4 separate regions of the Mus musculus genome follow, and all the other regions are linked to region 3. Evidence: chromatin contacts called from public Hi-C and HiChIP or PLAC-seq data. All regions are on one chromosome and are shown on one strand. Each heading gives the region's core, a stretch centred on a gene start, on an enhancer-like site or on the middle of the called end of the contact. The rest is flanking DNA. Distances are from core to core; before and after follow the strand shown.

Evidence for each region. Hi-C and Micro-C count contacts between places; a contact is called where the count stands out from the background. HiChIP or PLAC-seq counts read pairs in DNA pulled down with a chosen protein or histone mark.
Region 1: a contact with region 3 is called in a FOXA1 HiChIP or PLAC-seq map of pancreatic cancer cells. The contact joins the enhancer-like site here to the promoter of Ephb6 in region 3. A contact is called at or near these places in 3 of 39 promoter capture datasets (liver, neutrophils and stem cell-derived epiblast-like cells), 1 of 484 Hi-C or Micro-C datasets (cortical neurons) and 3 of 115 datasets of contacts at active chromatin or transcription factors (large pre-B cells, pancreatic cancer cells and pro-B cells).
Region 2: a contact with region 3 is called in an H3K4me3 HiChIP or PLAC-seq map of the SCID.adh cell line, with 11 read pairs. The contact joins the enhancer-like site here to the promoter of Ephb6 in region 3. A contact is called at or near these places in 2 of 39 promoter capture datasets (the C10 cell line and the HPC-7 cell line), 1 of 15 datasets of contacts at CTCF or cohesin (large pre-B cells), 5 of 115 datasets of contacts at active chromatin or transcription factors (the SCID.adh cell line, embryonic stem cells, large pre-B cells and 2 more) and 1 of 9 other capture datasets (adipose tissue).
Region 4: a Hi-C map of CD8 T cells shows a contact between it and region 3, with 3 times the contacts expected there. The contact joins the enhancer-like site here to the promoter of Ephb6 in region 3. A contact is called at or near these places in 9 of 39 promoter capture datasets (the 3T3-L1 cell line, 3T3-L1-derived adipocytes, the HPC-7 cell line and 5 more), 2 of 15 datasets of contacts at CTCF or cohesin (pro-B cells and thymocytes), 14 of 484 Hi-C or Micro-C datasets (CD4 T cells, CD8 T cells, DN3 thymocytes and 5 more), 13 of 115 datasets of contacts at active chromatin or transcription factors (DN3 thymocytes, the SCID.adh cell line, double positive thymocytes and 7 more) and 1 of 9 other capture datasets (liver).

The regions. Positions count from the first base shown.
Region 1 is chr6:41,248,996-41,251,695 of GRCm38.p6, forward strand. It overlaps Tcrb. Among named protein-coding and RNA genes, the nearest start is that of Try4, 52 kb to the right of the region's middle. Within about 2 kb of position 1,441, at least 4 of the 459 cell types and tissues checked have an H3K27ac peak or open chromatin away from gene starts, as enhancers often do. A contact at or near this core is called in pancreatic cancer cells, where this site is marked.
Region 2 is chr6:41,190,686-41,193,385 of GRCm38.p6, forward strand. It overlaps Tcrb. Among named protein-coding and RNA genes, the nearest start is that of Try4, 110 kb to the right of the region's middle. Within about 2 kb of position 1,321, at least 6 of the 459 cell types and tissues checked have an H3K27ac peak or open chromatin away from gene starts, as enhancers often do. A contact at or near this core is called in the SCID.adh cell line, where this site is marked.
Region 3 is chr6:41,604,217-41,606,916 of GRCm38.p6, forward strand. Ephb6 (Eph receptor B6) reads left to right here and starts at 1,295. Exons shown (of 18, transcript NM_001146351.2): 1 at 1,295-1,604.
Region 4 is chr6:41,107,723-41,110,422 of GRCm38.p6, forward strand. It overlaps Tcrb. Among named protein-coding and RNA genes, the nearest start is that of 2210010C04Rik, 74 kb to the left of the region's middle. Within about 2 kb of position 1,364, at least 4 of the 459 cell types and tissues checked have an H3K27ac peak or open chromatin away from gene starts, as enhancers often do. A contact at or near this core is called in CD8 T cells, memory CD8 T cells and regulatory T cells, where this site is marked.

The DNA of each region.
Region 1 (2,700 bases), core at 191-2,690, 360 kb before region 3:
GAAATGTACACTCATAAACTGAACAGCTCTTTCAGTGAAACAATATTTCCAGTAACTATCTCCACTCAGAAACTGTTGACTAAATATGCAGGAGTCAGGGGGAAAAAAAGGAAATTTGGAATGGTCAGTCAGTCAGTCGTTATGACCTCCTTAAAACAAATGAAAGTCTAAATTTTAGAGAACATGTTCCATTTGTAGAATTTACCTTGAAATGTTAGAATCCATTTTTTAAAATGGAGAGAAAAGCTACAGTAGCCTAACATGATGGGGAACTCAGATTCTTCAACTTGAAAGTATTCTACTCCACACAATGAACAACATGGACTTTACTATGACTATACCTAAATACCCAAGTAATTCCCATTATTTGTGTATTATAGCTATACATTTTTTCATGGTATTTTTTAAAAAAATTATTAATTTTTTTACACTCCATATTTTATCTCCGCCCCCATCCACCCTCCGATTGTTCCACATCCCATACCTCCTCCCCACACCCTTGTCTCCAGGTGAATGCCCCCCTCCCACCTGACCTCTAAATTCCCTGGGGCCTCCAGTCTCTTGAGGGTTAGGTGCATCATCTCTGAATGAACACAGACCCAGAAGTCCTCTACTATATGTGTGTTAGGGGCCTCATATCAGCTGGTGTATGCTGTCTGTTTGGTGATCCAGTGTTGAGAAATCTCAGGGTTCCAGATGAATTGAGAGTGCCAGTTCTCCTACAGGATCAACCTTCTCCTCAGCTTCTTTCAGCATTCCATAATTCAACAGGGGTCAGCTGCTTCTGTCCAGTGGTTAGGTGCAAATATCTGCATCTGACTCTTTCAGCTGCTTGTTGGGTCTTTCAGAGGGCAGTAGATCCCTTTTTGTAAGTGCTCCATACCTTCAGTAATAGTGTCACACCTTGGGAACCCCCCTGATCTGGATCCCACTTTGGGCCTCTTCAGATTGTATAAATCTTTCGCCTTTTATTTGAGAATTTTGTATCCCTTTCCTCAAAGTTCAGGGATCCTTTTAGGAAATGGGTCAGAAAGACTGTAAGATCCAGAAGTGGGAGATAGCTTCAAGGATACAGTATTTTCCAGACACAGCAGGCCAGAAGCACAAGAGTACTCACAGCAATATGACAGTATGAACAAGGTAAAGCCATACAAAAGTCAACATGGAAGGCCCATCCTTAGCTGAGGATTTCCTGGAATTTGATTGCTGCCGAGAGAAAAAGAGTCCATTTTCTCTTAGGGTGAAGAGCTCTTGTGTTGTGCGTTCAAGAGGATGGTGTTCTCTTGAGTAAATGAAACAGCCCATGGAAGATAAAGAAAATCAACCCTGGTAACTGTCAATAAAAAGCAAAGAAAAAAGAATGAAGTGGATCGCCTCTGCTTACCAAGAGTATTTACAAGCCAGAATGTCTACTTCCTGCTGAGTCATACAGAGGTACAAAGGTTCCTGCTATAGGATTTTGTCTGCAACCATCTCTCAGCTCCAGTAAAGAGGAGGGATCTACTTTGAGCTTGAAAACTTCCTTTTTCCTATTTTCTTGTCTTAACTCCCCAAATATTTAGACCTGGAAACAGCTTCATCCTGCCTCTCTTGGCATGAGCTCCATGTTATTCTGGTGTGTGTGTGTGTGTGTGTGTGTGTGTGTGTGTGTGTGTGTGTGTCTGTGTGTGTGTGTGTGTCTGTGTGTTGTTTTCTGAAAACAGTAAGGTAGAAAATAAATGGAGAAACCTGAATTTTTCCTGCTGAGAATAAGCTTCTCCCTAGAGACTGTACAATAAAGACCTTCCTCAACTCTCTTTGCACTACTGTCTTGTTTCTTGAAAAGGGTCTATGAATTCAGCTACTAATCAGATCCTATAGAACAACATCATATAGTCAGAAGAGTCTTATTATGGGATGCTCCCATAAGGAGAATTATGTCTAAATGTATGGGTATCAGCTAGACTCGGGATAAAGGTTACAGCTGATCTGCCATTCCCTTTATATCAATGACATTAACAAAGGAGAGCTCTCTTGTGTGTACAATGTCTCTAAGAAGGAGCAAGATAATTATTTTTGCTGTCTTTAAGGAATGTGACTCCTAATCAGACCTTTATACCTGTGCATACTCTATGCCACCTGCTCACTACACAGAAAGATAGGCAGATGAGTGAGGAATTTTCTCAGTTTAGAAGCCTTCCTTATTGTGAGGTGTGGGATACTTAGGTTGTTGGATGTCCTATTTGAGTGAGTCACATCTAAGTGTGACTTTGGGTCAAGGTCTGTAGAAAATACTGTGATTCAGAAATCCCAATGCTTTCCAGAGTGGTTGTACAAGCTTACAATTCCACCAACAATGGAGGAGTGTTCCCCTTTCTCCACATCCTCGCCAACATCTGCTGTCACCTGAGTTTTTGATCTTAGCCATTCTGACTGGAGTGAAGTGGAATCTCAGTGTTGTTTTGATTTGCATTTCCCTGATGATTAAGGATGTTGAACATTTTTTCAGGTGTTTCTCTGCCATTCGGTATTCCTCAGGTGAGAATTCTTTGTTCAGCTCTGAGCCCCATTTTTTAATGGGGTTATTTGATTTTCTGGAGTCCACCTTCTTGAGTTCTTTATATATATTGGATATTAGTCCCCTATCCCATTTGGGATAGGTAAAGATCCTTTCCCAATCTGTTGGTGGCCTTTTTGTCTTATTGACGGTGTCTTTTGCTT
Region 2 (2,700 bases), core at 71-2,570, 410 kb before region 3:
TAGGCCAAACTGCACATGGTTTAGGTACTACAATGGGTGTTTCATGTACGATGTGAAGTGTACTGTGGGAAAACATTACAAGTTATTCCCCAAACCAAGATAAAAAGATTGATCATTTAGGTATATTTGTCAGTTTCTGACTTGCTAAACACCTGCCAAACTAAATTCTTGTCCTTGTTTTGTGTCGTTTTGTTATCTATGACCAGTCACACTGATTCGGTTTTGGATTAATTTTTCTAAGAATCCAGTGTTCAAGCCAATAATGTCTGATGGCTTTTCAATTCACGTGAACAGGAAAATTCTGCAATGAAAATGGAGCCATGTGACATTTACACATTGACTCTGTTTTGCTCCTGATGCTTAGATAACACAAAAGGTTCAGTTATTTTGGATTATGCTTATTAACTCTGAAACTAAGAACTCAATTGCTTCTGCTTCTGTTTTTCCAGTTGCTTCTGCTTTTATTTTTTTTTCCAGTTGTTTCTGCCTTGATAAAATCACTAGTGTAGTACTTCTCAATATCAAATAGCACCAATGACATGGACCTTTAGAAAATATGTCTGAAGTATGGTGAGACCATGGTAACAGGGCTATTGCCCGGAGTAATTTATTTCCCTTAAATACAATGATCTGACAGCTATTTAAGTCTATCACTACAGAGAGCCACTGTGTTCAGACCTGCTGCCCACTCCAGCTGGTGACTGGAGACACAGTCTGCTGCTCCTGTGCATTGCTGAGGAGTATGGCAATACCTTTGAATATAATACAGTTTGGTTTTGTGTTCTTGAATTTCCTGAAGGAGGCTCATAGAAACTATCTTAATAACATTATGATAGTTAATGAGCTCCATTAATGAGCAAGTGTTTTTTTAAAAAAAACTTTTTATTGATTTCTTGTGTCATATCCTGAACCTCAGTCCCACCTTCATATCCCCCTTTCACCCTTGCAACTTCTCCTGCAAAATAACACACACACACACACACACACACACACACACACACACACACACAAGCAGCAACAACAAAGCACTGAAAACATCTCATAGTGGAAGCTGTACTATGTTACAGTGTGTCCCACAGTATATCCTTTGGTCTATACTTCTCTGCTTGCAAATGATCATTGCAATGAGTTGTTTCTCTGGACCAAGAACTCTGGCTTCTGTAACACCATTAATATTTTATCCTCTCCAAGACTCCTTGGATTATCCTGTTGCCATGGAGACCCTACAGCCCTGGATCAGCAGGACTGGCCCCTTCACATATCTCAATCATTTGCAGGTGATATAGACTTTGAGGTGGTCCAATTCAGAGCTCTGGATCTGGGCCTGTGTGGCAGCTGAGCTTGTCAGCATGCCTGCTTTCCCTTGTCTGCACTATCATGGCAATCTCTCCAGCACTGCTCTGTGTAGGCCATGCAAAGCCACCATTGTCAGGAGGCAGGATCAACTATTCTGCTCTCACACCCTCCTGGCAGGTTACATTGTGCCTTCACCATCAGGATCAGTTCTATTGTGTTGGCTAGGTGAGGTGCAGTCTACTCTCCCAAGTGCTACAACCAGTGAGGAGGCAGGGCTAGCTCCCCTTCTCATGACCCTAGGACCAGCTCTTGCTGCTGCTGCGGGTAGTGGTGGTGGTAGGGGACGCAGGAGGGCATCACGTTGTCACCTCATCACCTCATGCTAGATGAGTGGTAAGACAAACTCTCTCAGGCTCTCTTCCTCTGAGGCATCTGTCATGTGCCCCTTGTACCAGGGCCAGATCTACTGTGCTACCTGGAGGAGGTGCAGGGCTTTATCTCCTTAGTGCTGCAGCTGGAGAGGGTCATGGCCGGCCAGAGCACTAGCTCTCATAACCTCGGGGCCAGTTCTCCTGACTGCAGCAAGTGGTAAGAAAGAAGACACCCTTGCAACCCATATCACCTCACAGCATACAAGTGGCAGGGACAGCTCTCCCATGCTCCCACTCTCAGGGCTGCTCACCTGCACTCCCATCATCAAAGCCAGCTCTGCTGTGGTGTCCAGGCAAGGCAAGGCGAAGAGCCTGCTCTTCCAAATGCTGCACTGGTGAGGAGCAGGGATAGCTCTTCTGAACTCATGACCGCAGGTGGTGAGGGGCTGCACTTGTATCACCCCGTGGTAGATGAGATTGGGGTTAGTTTTTCCACACTAATAACCTTGAGGCTGGCTCACCCCCACCCCCACCCCAAGAGCTAGCTCCTCTGTGCTATCTGGGAGAAGCACAAGGCTCACTTTCCTGAGTGTTGCCAGTGGTGAGAGGTAGGGCCAGCTCTCCAAACCACCTCATCTAATGAGGGGCATGGCCTGCAAAACATACTGACCCCTGCAGCTGCATAGCCATGGACCCAGACATGGCTCATAGTCCCCGCTTAAGCTGGGAAGAGACCCAGATGTACACACACACACACACACACACACACACACACACACACACACACCACATCGAGAGAGAGAGAGAGAGAGAGAGAGAGAGAGAGAGAGAGAGAGAGAGAGAGAACCATGCACTGGGCTATCTTGTAATGGAGATGCTACAGGGGAATTTCAGGAGATGCTATGTGCTTTAGGACCTTCCTTTCTGTCCTGATTTGCTTTCCGTTGCTGTGCTAAAATACTGACCAAAACCAAGTTGGGGAGGAGATGGCTTATTTGGCAGACACAGGGTCCAACCATGAAGGAAGTCAGGA
Region 3 (2,700 bases), core at 45-2,544:
ATTCAGCCAATTCATTAACGACTGTTTCTCTCGCAGTACCTCAAGGAGTTTCATTGTTTGGTTTCTTGTGCATGTTGGCTCATAGTCTCTTTCACAATTTTCATTGGTTTCTAAATGTTCTTTAAGTACCAGTTATGATCAGCCCATAAGCAGCTAGCTAGTACTTTCATAAGGATGCCTTTGAATAAGTGAAAGGGGGTATAAGATGGGACAGGGTAATAGGGGCGAAGGGGTGTGCAGATTTCACAGGATACCTGTTCTCCCTCAAAGAACCAGCAGGTGGTAGCAACACTTCGTGCGAAGGCTGCAGCCCTGCTCCGCGGGACCTAAACAATAGACCCCCACAAACCAGTACTCTAGTTTAGAAATGGTTAGGGCTGGGTAGAAACTCTTCTCCCTAGTAGCAAGCTCGCTCTGTTCCGCCCCTGCATCCAGGTACCGACTGAGTGGACCTTCTACGGCCTCTCATCACTGTGGGATGGTACTCTGCGGAGCGCGCGCCAGGGAGGTGGCACCTAGACTGGGTGCAGCGACTTGTCCAAGCCAGGTCTGCGCCAGGCACAGACATCGGACTTCCCGGACTCCGCCCCAGGCTTCCCTGCCTTTGAGGCGGTTGAAGGTTCAATTCAGAGGCCCCATCGCTGACCCAGATTCAAGGCACAGAAACAGATACAAGTCTGAAGCTAGCACAGGGACCTTTTCCTTCCCAGACGCTTGCACTGTCTCTGGTTGTTCTGCCCTCCCGTGCTCCCAAGACTTGTTTCTCCTTCCACCTCCTCCTTTTTTTTTTTTTTTTTTTCTTTTTTCTTTTTTCTGCTCACGCCCACCTCAGTTCAATCCAGAGTAGAAGCCCCACTGGTTTAGTTCCTAGAGTTAAAGAAGAGAAAGGGAGGAGCCATAGGCGCAGCGCCTGGGCTTCAGCCTGGCCATCAGCTGCCAGCCAGTAGCGCTTTGCTCCGCTGATGCTCGGGCGCGAGCTACAGGGTTTTAAACACGCCTCGCAGCGGCGCCCACTGGCCGCCTCCTCCCGGACCCTAACTCGTGCGGTCCTCCTGCCCACGTCCCCTCCGCCCGCCAGGACCTGCGGGAGGAGGCCGACCCTCCTCGGCACACGGGCGGGCCCAAGGCGCGCCCAGCGTCTCCACTGCACGCCCCGCTGGGGATCCGGCGCCGCGCACTTGGGTCCTAGGCCCAGAGGGCGGGCTCGGCTCCCGGAAGAGGAGAGCGAGAGCGGCTGAAGGGGCTGGAGAGGGGCGGGCCAGGCTGGGAGAGACGAGAGGGGGCGGGCCCGGCTGCGTTCGCCCAGCTAGCGCTGGGGAGCAGCGGGCGTCCGAACCCGAGACCACAGCTCAGCGACTCCGATCGTGACACCGGCCCCCGCACGATTCCCCAGGGCCCCGCCTAGGGAGCAGTCCCTGCTTGCAGCCTTGGGTCCTCTCCCAGAATCCCAGAGACTCTAAGCTGCGAGCAGACGCGGGCCCCTGGGAAGCGAGGTCCCCAGACCAGAGAGGACACGCGCGACGCTAGGAAAGATCTGCGAGGTGCAGATCCACCGCGGGGGCCTCGGGGGGCGCAGACCTGCAGAGCTGGAGGCCGGCGGGAAGGTGAGCCCGGGATTTGGGAGGTCGGAGGGTACTGTGTCTGGAGAGTAAGGGATTAAGGTTTGCAAAGTAGAGGATCTCTCTAGCCTGGGCCTATGCACACCCTGGATGGGGGTCTTTTATGGGGGAGTACTGGGTATAGCTCTCCAAGGCGAGAGTAGGTTTCTGAGAGACTGCCCCTTCATCCATGCTCTTTATTCTGTGTGTCCTGGGTATTAAAATTCTTCCATCACGTTTCCATCGACCCTCCTGTGCCTGTGACTTGGTGTGTGTGTGTGGGGAGGGGGGTAACCTCACAAAGGTCAGGCTCCCAGCATTCAGAAAAGGTTTGTCCATGCCTCTGACTCCTGTGGCATCTCTCCAATCCCCTCGCTGCAGGGTGGAGCTGGCAGGGGCAAGGGGCAATCGACATCTACAGCCCCCTTAAGCCTGGAAATAGAGGCTTGGAATTTGAGCCCCAACCGTAAGCACGCCCCCTCCAGTGGCAAACAAAGTATCCTGCTTGCTCCTGCCCCAGCTCCACCCCCTCTATGCATCTGGGTGCTTGGCCCAGCCTGCCTCTGCCCCTGCCCACTGATCTTGGCCGTCTGGCACCCTCTCTCCTCCCATCCCTGGGGGAACTGGCAGGGGACCAGCATAGCTGATGTTGTAATATCCCTGGCAGTGCCCATGTAGAAGTGCTGCCCAGCCTGTTCCCAATCAGTTAACTCAGGCCCTCCACCCATCAGGGGAACTTGACTCAGGTGGCTCTGGAAGGGAAGATGATGCTTCTCAAAGGAGAGACCAGTGGGAGTGACTGGTAGGGCTGTTGAGAGTCCTTGGAGGCTGAGCCAGTAATAGGACATTTAGGGACTGAATCTTGCTCATAGCAACTATGGACCCTTGAAAGCTGTGAGCCTTTTGTCTTGAAGGAAGATTGCCATGAGTGCCCCAGTGTACCTACCTAATGACGTATGGATGAGTCTTCTCCAGTCTATTGGCCCATTCATCGTACAAGAAGATGAATGATAAAGACCAGGGAGTTACCAGTGTGCTGGGAATAACAGGCCATGATGGCTGAGCATGAGAAAGGCAGGGCCATTCTCTGGGATAGCCTTTC
Region 4 (2,700 bases), core at 114-2,613, 500 kb before region 3:
ATAAATAATATAAAACATATAACATGATATAAAATATATGGCATATTATATGTGATATATGATATGTGATATGTGGTATATACTATATGATAACATGATATATAATGATATATATGTATAGATATATACACACATTATATATATATGTATATATATGTATATATATGTGTATATATGTGTGTATATATATGTATATATATGTATGTATATATATATATATATATGTATGTATATATTGTAAGGACCAACAATTATCTGCCAAGATTTTCCATGATTTCTATTTTTCAGTGAATTGAGCACATTACGGAATAAAGCTATGCATGAGTGCACTCGTAAGAAAACTATGGTATCTAGGAACACAAAACATGAATATACTGTTTAGTATTAAAGAAAAAATTGCAGCTTTACAAAGAAGGAAGAAAATGGGGCTTATTACTAGGATAAAAATTAATCACAGGAAAGCAATCTATTTCTGACAAATTGACAATGACATTAAACAGTATAACTGCAACACATACCCTCACCAATTTATAAAAATGAGGGAGATATGCAACAATTCATACCAAACTTCCAGAAGTAAATATTGGAGTCTGTGATGAGAAATAGATGACTGTAATAGTAGATTGGGTCCTTTAGATAGAAGGGTTGATGAATATGAAGATGATATTCATAAGGAAACACAGAAAATGAGAGCAAGGTATAAGTGAAGCAAGGATAATGCCAATAGTCAAACATGCAATCTGAGTGTCCAATGAAAATTTTAATACATAAACTTCTTGAAACCTAGCTAGGAATCTACAACAATAATTTCAATATTCTACCTTTCTCAGCTTTATTTTCTTTAGACTAGTTTATTCTTCCAAGCGCTCAGAAGATGTCTCCATTGACAGTATCGTTAGTCAGTGCATCATGAAAATTCCCTTGGACTGAAGACTGTTTTGCCCAGGCCCACTCCTTCCGAAGGCATCTGATACCTAGTGAATAGTGTATGGACCCCTGCAGCACTATGGCAGGAATTAGAAATTCTTCTTTCTTAAATGAGTTTCTCTCTCAATGGCACAGATAATATTTGAGATTTTGCTGGGTAAACTGCAACTGGCAATCACTCTGATGTTTTCATGCCCACCACAGATGCCTGATTTTGAGAGTTCCCAGCCTCTTCCACACAGCCTGTCAGGTTACAGCCCAGTCAGTGTCTATAGCAGGTCACTATGGGGCACTGAGGAACCATCTAGTGAGCTTCTGGCTTCACATCAGTAGGTGGATGCAGGCAGAGCTTTGGTTTGGAGGCACAATAGGGTATTAGCTGTGGAACCAGAAACAGTTCTGGCTCAGGAGGCAATCATCTTTGCACACACACTGTGCACCACTAGAGGGAGAAATAACTGTAGACTTGAACTGTAGTTTTGGTGATCTAAAGCCTCCGGAGCTAGGTGGAAAAAAGAAAGCAAAGGCTTTGATGTTCATTTCCCTGATGACTAAGGATGTTGAACATTTCTTTAGGTGCTTCTTGGCCAGTTGGTATTCCTCAGCTGGGAATTCTCTGTTTAGCTCTGTACTTCATTTTTAATAGGGTTATTTGGTTCTCTAGAGTTTAACATCTCGAGTTCTTTGTATATATTGAATATTAGCCCTCGATCAGATGTAGGGTTGGTAAGGATCTTTTCCCAATCTCTTGGCTGCCATTTTTCCTATTGACAGTGTCCTTAGCCTTACAGAAGCTTTGCAATTTTATGAAGTCCTGTTTGTCAATTCTTGATATTAGAGCATAGGCTATTGGTGTTCTCTTGAGGAAAATTTCCCCTGTGCCCATGTGCTTGAGGCTCTTCCCCACTTTCTTTTCTATTATTTTCAGTATATCTGATTTTATGTAGAGGTCCTTGATCCACTTGGACTTGAGCTTTGTACAAGGTGTTAAGAATGGATCCATTTGCATTCTGAGATTCCACCTCACACCAGTCAGAATGGCTAAGATCAAAAATTCAGGTGATAGCAGATGCTGGCAAGAATGAAGAGAAAGAGGAACACTCCTCCATTGCTGGTGGGATTGCAAGCAGGTACAGTCACTCAAGAAATGAGTTTGTTGGTTCTTCAGAAAATTGGGCCTAGTACTACCTGAGGACGCAGCTATACCACTCCTGAGTATATAACCAGAAGATGCTCCAACATGTAATAAGGACACAACTATGTTCATAGCAGCCTTATTTATAATAGCCAGAAGCTGGAAAGAACTCAGATGTCCTTCAGCAGAGGAATGGATAAAGAAAATGTGGTCCATTTACACAATGGAGTATTACTCAGCTATTAAAAATGATGAACTCATAAAGCGTTTAGGCAAATCAACAGAACTAGAAAATATCCTGAATGAGGTAACCCAATCACAAAAGAACACACATGATATTCACTCACTGATAAGTGGATATTAGCCCAGAAGTTCAGAATAGCCAAGAAACAATTCACAGACCACCTGAAGCTCAAGAAGAAGGAAGACCAGTGTGGATAATTCTGTCCTTCTTAGAATGGGAATCAAAATACCCATGGAAGGAGATACAGAGACAAAATTTGGAGCAGAAACTGAAGGAAAGGTCCCTCAGAGACTGCCCCACCTGGGGATCCATCCCATATACAGTCATCAAACCCAGACACTATTGTGGATGCCAACAGTGCTTACTGACAGGAGGAGCCTGATATAGCTGTCTC